Regions from separate parts of the Sus scrofa genome. Here all the other regions are linked to region 1. A link is a contact called in public Hi-C and promoter capture Hi-C data. All regions are on one chromosome and are shown on one strand. Each heading gives the region's core, a stretch centred on a gene start, on an enhancer-like site or on the middle of the called end of the contact. The rest is flanking DNA. Distances are from core to core; before and after follow the strand shown.

Region 1 (4,228 bases), core at 570-3,069:
TTTCCTCCTCCTCCTCCTCCTCCTCATCGCGACCCGGTGATGTGGGCAGACTCGGTCATCAAGGAACCCCGAGGTGGCCCATGGAGAAGAGGTAAGGTTGGAAGAGGCAGAAGCCAGGCGGAGCGAGGGAGCGAAAGCGCGAGAGAGAAGAAAATATCCAACAAAACCACGCTAACGCGCCCCCTACCTGGGTGCAACATACTTTGGAAATAGAAGATGACCAGGATAAAGGATCCCAAGCAAGTGGCCAGCACCATCCGGCAAATTCTGTTCATCCTCATCACTTCCAGCAGCGCCGGCTTCATGGCTTTGTCCTGGCTGCGGGGACCCGGGTGTCCGGGAGGCGCTCCCGGAGCGCAAGAGCGGGGACCCCGCCGCGCCGAGCGGAGCCCGGGAGGCGCAGGGCAGGGCTCGGCAGGGTTCGCAGGGAGGATCAGGCTGGCTCCGCGGCTGCTCTCGGAGCCCCCAGCCCTGGGCAAGGGTGTGGAAGGCGCCGGAGTTGCTCTGGAAGTGGAGATGCGTGGACTAGCCGGCTGCGCGCTCGTGCTCCTCCTGCTGCTCCTTCTCGCCTCTCCGCCGCCGCCTCCGCTCCCGCCGGCGGCAGCCGCTGCCTCCTCGCGGGCCGGGCGGCTGGGGTGCGAGCGGTGATGGTGGTGCAGCCGCGCTGCCGCTGCCGCTGCCTCTGCGCCGGCCTCTGTGGTTGTCGGACGGGCCCCCTCCCTCGTCTCCACAGGCTACTTCATTGCGCTCCAATGATCTATATATTCCGGGGCTGGGTTTTACCAAATGCAACTCGCAGCCCCCGGCGAGGGGAGGGCGCCTGCGGAGAGCCGGGCGGAGGGAGGGACCCGAGCGCCGGGGCGGAGCGTCGCGCTCCCCCCGCCCCTACCGGGGATTTGGTCGCGTCCAGCTGTTTCCCGGGGAGTGCAGAGTGCGCGCCGCGCTCCCGCAGGGTCCCAAAAGCCCTCAGTCCCCGGCCGGCCCCGCGGCCGTCTGGAGGTTGTGTGTCAGCGTTTCCATGACAAAACCCGGAGGAAAAAAATACGAATAAAATCGCCTCTGTGCTGCCACCTCCTCCTGCCGGCGTGTGAAGACGGAAGTGGCGGGGAGCGGTTTAGGGCACGGGAAGCGCGAAGGGGTCCAGCAGTTCGGGATAATTTAAAATCCCTGGGTAGGGTAGCCGGGAAGTGGTTCCGAGCCCCCAGGGAGCGAGTGCCCTTTCCCCGAGTCTCCGAATTGGGCGGTTTCAGGTTTGGATGTTTTGTTTTGTTTTTCCTTTCAAACGGCAGCCCAGCACGAGCGACGTTTTGGAAAGGGGTTAAAGACGGCTGACTTCAGGTCAAGGTTAGGAAAACTGCAGAACTCGAAGGGGTCGGGCGAGGGCTGAGCTTTCCTGGGGATTTAGGCGGCCTCTGACACTCATTCTCCTCCGCAGAGTAAAAGGGGTTTTGGTGAATTGTCGAAGTCTGCTTTCCCAAAGGGGAGAGCTCCCTCCAAATCCTCCAAAGGGCAGAGAGTCCTGGCGGAGGGGGGGTGGAGGTGGGGGCAGCGGATGCCCCACGAGGTCACTCCTCCCGGTACGACCAGCCATTGGCAGGTAAATGGAAAGATGGCGTTGCTTTCGTGTGTTGTGTGAAGTGACTTAAAAATGCCAACTCCAGTGCATTTCGATTGTTTAGACATCAAAGTGGAGGCAGGTCACACCTCCCTGGTACTAGCTGGAGAAAAGTGGTTATCTACCCGGAATGGAAGATCTTGTTGTTCCGTCCTTTGTGAATTCTGTAAGCTAAGCGAGAAGGCTGTAAATAAAATAAAATCCTTTTATTTTCCTTATAACTTTACACCGTGTCTTTAAAGGATTATTGAAATTCCAACAATATTTACCCCCCAAAAAAAGTTATTGTAAAGACCATCAAGTCTTGCACATGTTATCAAATCTTTACTACTATTAACTCAATAATGAAAGAAGATAATGTGTCTTTCAGTACCTCTCACAGAGCAGGCATTTGATAAATACTTATTGAATCTGGATGTAATGGGCCGTATCCTCCTCTCACTACATCAGAGACACAACTTGCAAACAGATACCTGCCGCAAAATCCATCTCTACACCCTCACTTCCCTTCCCCTAGTCTTCCTCCAGCGGTTGCAAGGCAGGGAAAGTAACAAAGTCAGCAGCCTTGCCTTTGATTACAGAAGACAATCAATTACAGCATAATATTTATGCAGCCGGTTTGTACTGTATTAATTTGTGCTCACTTGTGAATGAGCTGCTTACTAAAGGCAGCCAAGCTGAACAAGATCCAGCGCAAACTCATTCTCCAGTGACCCCCCTCCCCCCACTTCCACCCCCAGCCCCGCACCCCAGGAGATCAGGATGAGAGCGGTGCTTAGCCCATCCTCCCCATCCTTGACCAAGGCAGGGATTCCTCACAGGGCGCACACCTAGGTGGGCACTTACAGTGCTTGGCCTAGCATGTCAGGCTCTTGTTTAACGCCTGGTTTTGCCAGGGCGGAGACGACACTGTACCTGTAGAAAAGCCTGGATATACATAAGGCAGTCTAGGAAGTCACAGGGTCAAGGATAGAGGTCAGAAGCCGAATCCCCGGTAGGTCTTGGAAGGTTGAGCTGGGGCCCGCCTGCTGAGGAAGGATGTTGAACTGTGCCCAGCATCCACTCCTGCATTCGCACAGTCAGGAATAGGCCCAAACATAAAGTGAGGGACAAGGTTCTGACAGGTGAACTACCACCTCTTCCAAGAAGCCTTCCCTGATTTCTCTCCTGAAGTGGCCTCCTTCCTCCTCTGTGCTCTGAGCAGTAGGTCCAAACCCCTCTTGGATCCCTGTACCTACTGAGCTGCGTTTTATTCATCTCCATTTCTTTCTAGTGTTCAACAGAGCGACTGGCACATGGTGGGTGCAAATAAGTCTGAGATGGAGAGGCGATGCCTTCTTGGGCTAAGAACTTAAAGTAGATCCCCTCTAAAGTGCATGGTCCTGGGCAGTGGTAATGATCTGCAATTCTATTCTGTGCACATTAGGGGTAAAAGTTCTATTTCTTGTCTCCTTGTCACACTATAATAAACCTCCCAACCACTAGTACCACCATTGCTTTCTTTCCAGTCCTAACCTAACAAAACTTTGTTGTATCTTTTATGCATTCTACATTGACCAGATAAAGGACAGGGTTAACGCTAAGACTGAGGAGAAAGGAGATATGATATTTTGCATTTTGAAGAAATGTCAGTGGAAAGCTGCCTTGTAAATCATGCTTTCTGTTTTCCCCGGGTAGCGGTCAGGACAGGTGAGGTTAAGCTGCAATAACAAACAAGCCCTAATGTCAGTGGCTTCAAACAGCCAGGGCTTAGGCCTCATCAGTTATCAGCAAGAACCACTCACACACTCCTCCACACCCCATCCAGGCTAGGAAGTCAGAGAGCCCGGAGCTTTTGGGAAACAGTCTTCCTAGCTACGACCCCCCACCCCACACTTCCCTCTTCAGACCTTATTTTCCTCATTTTTCCAAATTCCCATTCACTCTGAGAGGTTCTGCGTCTCGGCGGCACTGGGCTTAACCTGGGGCCTGCTAAACCTTGGTCCATCACAAGGCATGAATCATGACTCCAGATGAAACAACATACAAGTGAAACTGGGGTCAACTTCAAAACCTGGTGTGGCCCCGGAAACTGTGTTGACGAGCAAGTTAGATGTATAGGGGTCACCTTGGGAAGATTCAGAGGCAAGAGAGCAAAAGAGGCAAAATCAGAATTCTGGCTCCCGTGTGCCATTGGCAGTGAACCGACAGATATTTACCAAGCCCTCCAGGACCTCTAGGCTGAGCTCTGCCTCGTTCCTGTAGGTGATGCCTTCAATGTACTGTCTTATTCAGATCTTGCACAACCGGTCGCCGGTTTCTGTGCTCTGTTGGAGAGAGATGTGGGCCCAGGGCGCTCGTAGACAGAGACCTCTTTATCATCCTTGGGGTGGGGTGGGGGCATGTCTTGGACCAGCATCAGCCAGGGGCTCCAGACTGGCCCTGCCCAGGATGGGCTTTGCCCATTTGCATCTCTCTGGCACCTCCAGCACAAAGTACACTCAGTTAACCAGAGCACAGTAAATATTTGTGGAGTTGAATCAGAAATCATTTGCCCCCAGCATGTGGAGACCTTAGGGTACAGCTCTTCTACAGGTAGGTAAACCGCAAGTACACAAGTGGGTTACTCAGGGC
Region 2 (4,228 bases), core at 573-3,072, 490 kb before region 1:
GTGTAGGCTGCAGACGTGGCTCGGATCCTGCATTGCTGTGGCTCTGGCAAAGGCCGGTGGCTACAGCTCTGATTGGATCCCTAGCCTGGGAACCTCCATATGCCGTGAGAGCGGCCCAAGAAATGGCAAAAAGACAAAAAACAAACAAACAAAAAAACCCCAAGAAGCTCTCCAAGTTCTAATACAACATTTTACTTCTTTACACATATCGATCTCCCCTTTCTTAAACCTGTCTCATACATCTGTGTCACCAATGCCAAGTAATACATGCACCCAAAATGCATCTTTCTGGGTCAGAAACCCATCCGCCACAAATGCAGGTTGGCCATGACAGAACTCAGGAAGCAGTACAAAGTACAATCACAGTTAAATGAGGCTTTACCATCTGCATTTTATTGGGAAAATTACTTAAGCTCTTTGAGCATTTGTTTCTTCATATAAAACACACCTGCCTGGTTAGTTCCCTTTCGGTAATGATGTCCAACCTAGACAAAAAACCCTTTGGAGAAATGCTCTCTCTCCCCACTCAACTCCACCTATTTACTCTGATTCAAAATTCCTCAAATCAACCCTCTCTTCTGTCCATTAGAGCTCAGAGAATAAGACTTGTCTTTCAAAACCCAAGGCTTTGTGTACCTGGTTTCCAACACCTGGAAAATCTCTTCACTCTGATATAAAAATTCTGTTCACCCTCAGCTTCATATTCCCTAAACAACTACCTTAGGCCTAGCAACTGGATTAGTGTAAAGAGCATGGACCCTGGGGCCACAATGACTGGATCCAAATCCCAGCTTTGCCACTTCCTGGTCACATGATCTCCAGCAAGTTACTTATTTGTATGACACCAGGACTCAGTTTCCTCATCTATAAAATAGCACTAACAGAACTTTTACACAGGGCAACTGCAGAAGATTGGATTTGTGAGTCAATTCCTGGGGCATAGTAGGCACTACTAAAGCTTATGTATTACTTTAACTTTGGATGTTCTGGGTTCTCACAGCATCGTTTCTTCAAGGTAATATTTAAACAATACGGCCGAGACCTTAGGTACATTCTTTTCAAAAAAAGTTTTACAGGTACTACTACCTCCATTTTCCAAATGTAAAAACCCCGGGGTATTGAGAATGTAAACAACTCTCCTGAACTTTCACAGCTAATTACTCATGGAGCTGGGGTTGGTGTCTTGCTTTTTAATTTTCTATTATGTTGTCTGAAATCCTATGTGGATTTCCTGGACCCACCAGACTCTACAAGAAAGCGGCACTAACGGTGGCTCTGTGAGCATTTACAGAGAGAGGGTGGTTAATGCATTATACTCCTCTGCTCCCCCTACCAGCCACCTCTTGGGACACAGGACCGACCCTAAGGCCGCCCCTTTAGGGGCGATGTTTTGCTACAGCGCTCGGCAGTGGGCACTCACCACCGTGCGGAACACCTGGACCATCCTTGAGCCCCGACCCCCGCGGTGGGTGGGGCACTCTGGAGTCCTGAGGCCACTTTCGGGGATCCCTGTCAGGTGCCGGGCCTGGATAGGGAGCCGCCAACTGGCCCCGGTCGGCTCTCACTCCCCGCCCCCCGCCACATGTGAGCGACCCAAGCCTCCACTGCCACTGCCGCCGCCGCCGCCGCCGCCCGCCCCTCACCTCCTTGGTCGCCGCTCCCCGCCGTCAGCAGCTCCTTGGACACCGAGACCCCAGAGTGGTTCTGGGAGGACGACGAACAGGTCGGGCCAGACTGGGATTCCGACTGAACCTCCATGCTGCTCACCAGTTGTCAGAGCCAGCCCATCCAGGACCGGATGCAGGAAATAGGCTAGGGCGAGGGGCGGAGCCAGGACTCCGATTGGCGGATAATTGGAGGGGGCGGGGCTAAAGGCGGGGCGAGGACGGCCCAACGGCGAGGGCGACACCTATCAGAGCCAGGAGGCCATTCCTGTCAGGGGTAAAGGAAGGCGGAGGCTCTACAGACCCTGTAATTGGACGAAAGAACTGGCCAGGCTGGATTTTAGCTAAACCAATCCGAACGTGAAGTGCCGCACCAGGAGGCCAAACCCCTCTTCATTTTTTTTTTTTTAGTTTTTTTTTTTTTTTTTAATTGTGGTTAGAAAAACACACAACATAAAATGTACGATCTTAAAATGTATTTACCAAGTACAATTCAGAAGTATTAATTGTATGTTGTTATATGACAAATCTCTGGAATTCTTTTCATCTTACAAAACTGAAATTCTCTGTCCATTGAGCAACCCCCACCCCCTTGCTTCCAACCCCTGGCAATCACCGTTCTAATTTCTGTTTATATGAATTTAATTACTTCAGATATTTCATATAATTGGAATCATACAGTATTTATCTTTTTGCAACTGTTACGTTTCACTTATTAGTACAATGTACTCAAACCTTACCCATGTACCACATGATTCCCTTCTTTTTTAAGGCTGAGTGATATTCTGTTCCATGCATGTACCACATTTGCTTTACCTATGCATTCCTTGATCGACATTTGGGTTGCTTCCCCTTGGATATTGGGAATAATGTTGCAGTGAACATAGCTATGCAAATATTGATACTGCTTTCAATTATTTTGGATTTATACCCAGAAGTGTGATAGCCGACCATGTGGAAATTTTTTTGTTTGTTTTTACGGCCACAGTGTGGCATATGGAATTTCCTGGGCCAGGGACTGAATCCAGCCCTCAGCTACAACCTGAGCAGTAGCTGAGGCAAGGCCAGAATTCTTTCACCCACTGTGCCTTTCAGGGATTGACCCCATGCTTTTCTAGCAACCTGAGCTGCTGTAGTCAGATTCTTAACCCACTGTGCCACAACAGAGGGGAACACTTGGTAATTCTATTTTTAACTTTTTAAGAACCTTTGTACTGGTTTCCATAGAAGCTGCATTATCTTACATTCCCACCAGTAGGGCATAAGGGTTCCAGTTTCTCCACATCCTCACCAATGCTTTTTCCATTCATTATTTCTTTTTTTTATTAGCGGCCATCCTAGTTGGTCCTGGGTGGTAATTCAGTGTAGTTTTGATTTGCATTTTTGTAACGATTGGTAATGTTGAACATCTTTTCATGTGTTCAATGGTCATTTGTACATCTACTTGGGAGAAATGTATATTCACATCCATTGCCCATTTTAATTCAGGTTGTTTTGTTGGTGAGTTTGAGTTGTATGAGTTATTTATATATTCTTGTCAGATATATGATCATGTTTTAGAGACAGAAACCATTATGAACATGCAAAAACTTGGGAAATATTGTTCCCATAGCCTTCTTGAGGAATTTAGTAAAGGATATGATTCAGAAAATAATTGGAGAAATCCAATTCAAGTTTTGTTGGTAAACATTTTACAGTAGAATTGAGGAGGAACAGTGAGAATAAGGTTGAAAGAATAGTATTTAATTTTCATAGGTTTTGACAATATGGATGTAAGACAAAAATTAAGATGGGGAGAGGCGTTCCCACTGTGGTGCAATGGGTTCAGTGGCACTTCTGCCTCACCAGGATGCAGGTTTGACTCCCCAGTCTGGCACAGGGGGTTAAAGAATTTTGTGGCGCCGCAGGTGTGGGTCGAAACTGTGGCTTGGATCTGATCCCTGGATCAGAATTCCATATGCTGCAGCCACAAAAGAAAAAAAAAATGGGGAGAATCAGAGATTATATCTGAAGAGGAAATTTTTCTTTTTAAAAACTGGGAATAAAAGGGTAAGACTTTAAGTTAGATGTTGGGAGTAAAGGAGAGAAGAGAAGAGAGAGGGTACTAGCTAATTACAATATTGTTCGCAGTGGGAAGACAATATCAAAATAAAAGAGGACTGAGTGGTATTGAGTAAAGTTAATAAAATGAAATTAAAAGATTCTGAAAACCAAAATTCATTAGACAGAGAAAGAGAAATAAAACAGACTTCCTAGGAAAAAATGTATATGACAAACTGAAGCACAGCATTCAGTCGTATCTGTATATGCAATAGGGCTTAACTCATCTGAAAAAAGAAGGATTTTCAGATTGGATAAAAGTCAATGTCCAACGTTATGCTGGATAGAAGAGACACCTAAAACATAAAGTTAAAGTGGAAAAAGGATGATTTTTAAATAAATGTTATTGAAGTATAGTTGATTTACAATATTGTGTTAATTTCTGCTCTACAGCAAAGTGATTCCATTATACATATATATGTATTCCTTTCCATATTATTTTCCAGTCTGGTATATCACAGGAT
Region 3 (4,228 bases), core at 1,282-3,781, 470 kb before region 1:
CCACAGTGGGGACTCCATGTCCTTACAGTTCTAACCCTGTTCTATTTCTTTGATCCACCATCTCCTAATCCGCATTGCCTGTAAGCTGGTCTTCGCACTTCCTTTATAGCTCAGTTCTTATTCCTGCTCCACACTGCAGCCGGAAATGTCTTTTACAAATACGGATTCTCATCATGTCCAGATGGACCCTTTCCAACTCTTCAGTGGCTTTTTTTTTTTTTTTTTGTCTTTAGGAATAAGTCCAAAGCCTTCATCATGGCCCTCAAGGCGCCCACCTTCCTCTCCCGCAGAGCTAGCCACCTCATCCCAGCCACAGGGGCCCTGTCCCAAGGCCTCCACAGGTGGAACCCCTTCCCACCAAAGGGCTTTCAAACCTGCAGTTTCTGCAGCTTCAAGGGCACACTCCTTACCCCACCCCCTTCCCTTTGTTGCCAGGACTACTCTTCTTTATTTTTCCAGGCTCCGATTAAATATCATTTCCTCAAAGAGATCTTTCTTATCCTTTAGAACAGGCAAGTCCCTTTGTTACACATTTTCATAACTCCCAGGCTTTTTTCAAGCAATCATCACAACAGTGATTACTACATATCCTCAATTCTAAGTCACTTGCTTCACATTTGAATTTGCCAGCTGTCAGGCAGAAGATGAAGAATCAAAGTGATCATTGTTGCCAGCACATGTTGGCACCTAATTTTTCAGAAGAGGGTGTCACTTCACCAGCTTCCACCTTGAGTTATTTTCAGAATTCAAATTTAACTTAAATATGAATTCCAACTTGAAGCTTAAAATATCTAAATACTCTAGGTTGCAGCATACAGAATGAAGAGCACTGCATGAGTAGAAGGTTGCCACATGCCGACTAATGAAATCCAGGGCACTGGAAACCATCATCTTTCAGAAAAAAATGCTGGTAGAGTTTTCAAAACCTGTAGAGGGTTTCCTATATATGGAGGTTTGTGCAGAAATCTTTTTTTTTTTTTTTTTTGTCCTTTTTTGGCTGCACCCGAGGCATATGGAAGTTCCCAGGACAGGGAGTGAATCCGAACCACAGCTATGACCAGTGCCATGGCTGTGGCATCGCTGGATCATTAACCCTTCGCACTGGTCCAAGGATTGAACTGGCATCACCACAGAGACAAGCCAGATCATTAACCATTAATCCACTGTGCCACAGTGGGAACTTCTGGTGCATAATTTTTAAAATGATAGTCTCTCTCTTAGGAGAAGAGCCTGAGGATGAAAACCTTTGTTTTGGTTAGTGGAATACCACTGGAGTACTGCCCATTACCGGAATCACCTGCAAAAGATGCTCCAAAGACAGCTGTTAAATAAAATAAATGAGTTCTCAGCTTCACTTTGCAAACCTTGGCTCACTTTAACCTATATTTAAAAATAAGCATGGGCAATCTTGAAAAGTCTGGCCTTCCAGCCACTTCCACAGGTCCCATGCACTTTGCTTGAACACTGCCAGGAGCTGCCCTAAATCTCATCCCCTTGGGGGGCTTCTCTCTTCTCTCCTCTCCATGGCCCATTCTGTGCTGCTCTGAAGAAAGGCATACACAGTTTAAACCCTGGTCTGTGAGAACGAAACATGAAGCCAGCCCAACAGGAGGCCCCTGGTCTTGAGGCAGGAGATAGGTCCCAGGCGGAGCAACTGGAATCTGTCCCCTGAGGACAGATACTTCACGATAAAAATTACGGCAGGAGCTGCATCCTTCTTGGATAAAAGATAAAATATTTCTCATTGTCGAGGTAAAGGAGACCTCCTGAACTACACATGTGCAAGAAGGGAGGTGGGCACTAGGCCATAATGCAGCCTGTTAACTTCCCAGAGACCCTTGAGCTAGGATCCATACTGGCTAAAAGATAGGCGTGAACGTAGGGTAGGGCCCTGAGTCAGGCCAAATATGGATTCAAGGTCAGGCAAAGCAAGGTGATTGGCCAGAGAAAGCCCAGAAGGACTGCCCCCATTCAAGAGATTTGGACGTGCTGCTCTCTTTCTGTTGGTCTCCCGCCCCCTCCAACTCCCTAGCCCATCTTCTCCCTTAATAAAACACCTCATTTGCCTCACTACTCTCAGTGTCTTCGCTGAATTTATCGCCAAAGACACAAGGAATGGGGACCTACATCAAACCCGGCCCTTGAGGTCTAGTGGTTAGGGTTCAGCACGCTCACCTCTTAGCCAACAGACAACAGTTTGAGAACAGAAATCATGAGTCACGGATTTGGGGGTTTGGTCCTAGGAGCAGCCAGAGATGTGGATCTGCTGGGGTCAGAGGGGATGGTGTGGGCTGGCAAAAAAGGAAGGCCACAGCCCTGCTCTGCTCAGTTGGCTCCCCTGAAAATTCCCCTCCGGCTCTGCTCAACAGGGTTCCGGGCAGGCTTCGGTCAGGGTGCGGCGAAGGGTCCGGGAGGGGCGGCGCTGGCGCTCCCGGTTGCCGCCCCCGCGGCCACATCATCAGGCGCTCGCTTCCCCCTCCGCGGAGATGGCTGCGCGTGCGCGGGGCGGCCGCGCGGGGGCGGGGCGGGGCAGGGCGGGCAGCGGGGAGCCCGCGGGCCACGGGCGCCGGCTCCCCGGCTGTCAAGCGCGCGGCCGCGACGGCGCGAGGAGGCAAGCGAGACGAAGGAGCCGGGGGCCGGGCAGCCGCCGCCGCCGCCGCCTCGGGGCCTAGGTGAATGCCTCTTCCATCCTCCGACCCGCGTGCCTTGGTCGCGTCTGAGGAGGCAGGGTCCCCTCGCCTCGCACCGCGCTCGGGGGCAGGTGTTAATGGAGGGAAAGTCTCGGCTTTGGCCGCCGCGCCGGGTTCGGGCGCATCCCAGGTACCGGAGGGAGGTGCGTCGGGGCCGGGCTGGGGACCCAGGGACCGGGGCGTGGGGACGCGGGGGCGAGGGGAGCGACCGAGCGGCTGGGCCCGCCAGAGCCACTGGGTTCCCTCCCGGCCCGTGGGCAGCGCCCGAGCCCCGCGGCGCGGCGGCCCCAGCGCGGGCGGGAGGGCGGGCTGGCCCTGGGCGCCCGCGGCGGAGCCGGGCAGCAGCCGTGAGTCGTCCTTGGCCCTGACACTGGACCAGGCAGCGGGGGGTAGCTGAGTGATGGGTGGAAGGTGAGTACTGATGGAGACGCTGAGGCAGGCTGGGGCGCACCCCAGATCCACGGCTCCAGGGCTCACAATTGCTCCGAGTCACTCTGTGCCACCATTCCTTTATTTGTGTGTGTGAAGTATATTTCAGGAAATAACCAACCCCCAAAACGTTTATTTATAAAGAGATTACATATATGTACGTAATACATATGTAGGTAGAGTACATGTATATGCTATCTCTTTCTCTAGATGAACAAATTTTTTAAAAATTGAGGTATGCTTCACATACCATGAAATTCATCTGTTTAAAGGGCGACCTTTAGTACTTTAACCAAGTTGTGCAACTATCACCATTATGCAGAACTTTTTCATCTCCCCCAAATAAAACTCTGTACCCCTTAGCAGTCGCTCCCCATTCCCTCCTTATCCCACCCCTTGGCAACCACTGACCTCCTTTCTGTTTCTATGGATTTGCCTATTCTGGAAATTTCGTATAAATGGAATTATACAATATGTGGCTTTTAGTGTCTGGCTTCCTTCATATAGTCTGTTTTCAAGGTTCATATCCATGTGTAGCATGTATCAGTATTTCTGCTTTTTTATGGTTGGGTAGTATTCCAATGTATTGATGTACCACAATATCACATTTTTTGTTTATCCATTTTCAGTTAGTGGACATTAAGAATGTTTCTGCTTTTTGGCCGTAATGCTGCTTCGAACATTAGTGTGAAGGTTTTTATGTGGGCATATGATTTCCATTCATTTGGGTCTATATATTTACCTTTTTCAGAAACTGTGAAACTTTTCCAAAGTAGCTAGCTGTATCATTTTACATTCTCATCAACAGGGTATGAAGGTTCCAATTTCTCCATGTCCTCACCAACACTTGTTACTATTGGGTAACTTTTATTATAGACGTTCTAGTGGGTGTGATGTAGTATTGATTTGCGTTTCCTTTATGATTAGTCGTGTTGAGCATCGTTTCATGCGTTTATGGGCCATTCGGATATCATCTTTGGGGAAATGTCTATTAAGATCTTTGGCCAAAATTTAATTGGGTTATTCATCTTTTATTGTTGAATTGTATTGTTCATTTGCAGGAAAAAATTCTAGCTTTGGGGGGCTAGCCCTGACTGAAAAAGCCAACC

The links. Promoter capture Hi-C pulls out the DNA fragments that hold promoters and counts their contacts. Hi-C and Micro-C count contacts between places; a contact is called where the count stands out from the background.
Region 2: a promoter capture Hi-C map of fetal skeletal muscle shows a contact between it and region 1, with 3 times the contacts expected there. The contact joins the promoter of C5H12orf45 here to the promoter of CHST11 in region 1. A contact is called at or near these places in 2 of 5 promoter capture datasets (fetal liver and fetal skeletal muscle), 1 of 47 Hi-C or Micro-C datasets (embryonic fibroblasts) and 2 of 2 datasets of contacts at active chromatin or transcription factors (alveolar macrophages and skeletal muscle).
Region 3: a contact with region 1 is called in a Hi-C map of embryonic fibroblasts, with 1.8 times the contacts expected there. The contact joins the promoter of SLC41A2 here to the promoter of CHST11 in region 1. A contact is called at or near these places in 1 of 5 promoter capture datasets (fetal liver), 1 of 47 Hi-C or Micro-C datasets (embryonic fibroblasts) and 1 of 2 datasets of contacts at active chromatin or transcription factors (skeletal muscle).

What each region holds. Positions count from the first base shown.
Region 1 is chr5:80,067,084-80,071,311 of Sscrofa11.1, forward strand. CHST11 (carbohydrate sulfotransferase 11) reads right to left here and starts at 1,820. Exons shown (of 3, transcript XM_021092627.1): 1 at 188-1,820. The coding sequence starts at 305.
Region 2 is chr5:79,574,176-79,578,403 of Sscrofa11.1, forward strand. C5H12orf45 (chromosome 12 open reading frame 45 ortholog) reads right to left here and starts at 1,823. Exons shown (of 4, transcript NM_001244659.1): 1 at 1,644-1,823. The coding sequence starts at 1,758.
Region 3 is chr5:79,591,382-79,595,609 of Sscrofa11.1, forward strand. SLC41A2 (solute carrier family 41 member 2) reads left to right here and starts at 2,532. Exons shown (of 12, transcript XM_005664183.3): 1 at 2,532-2,820.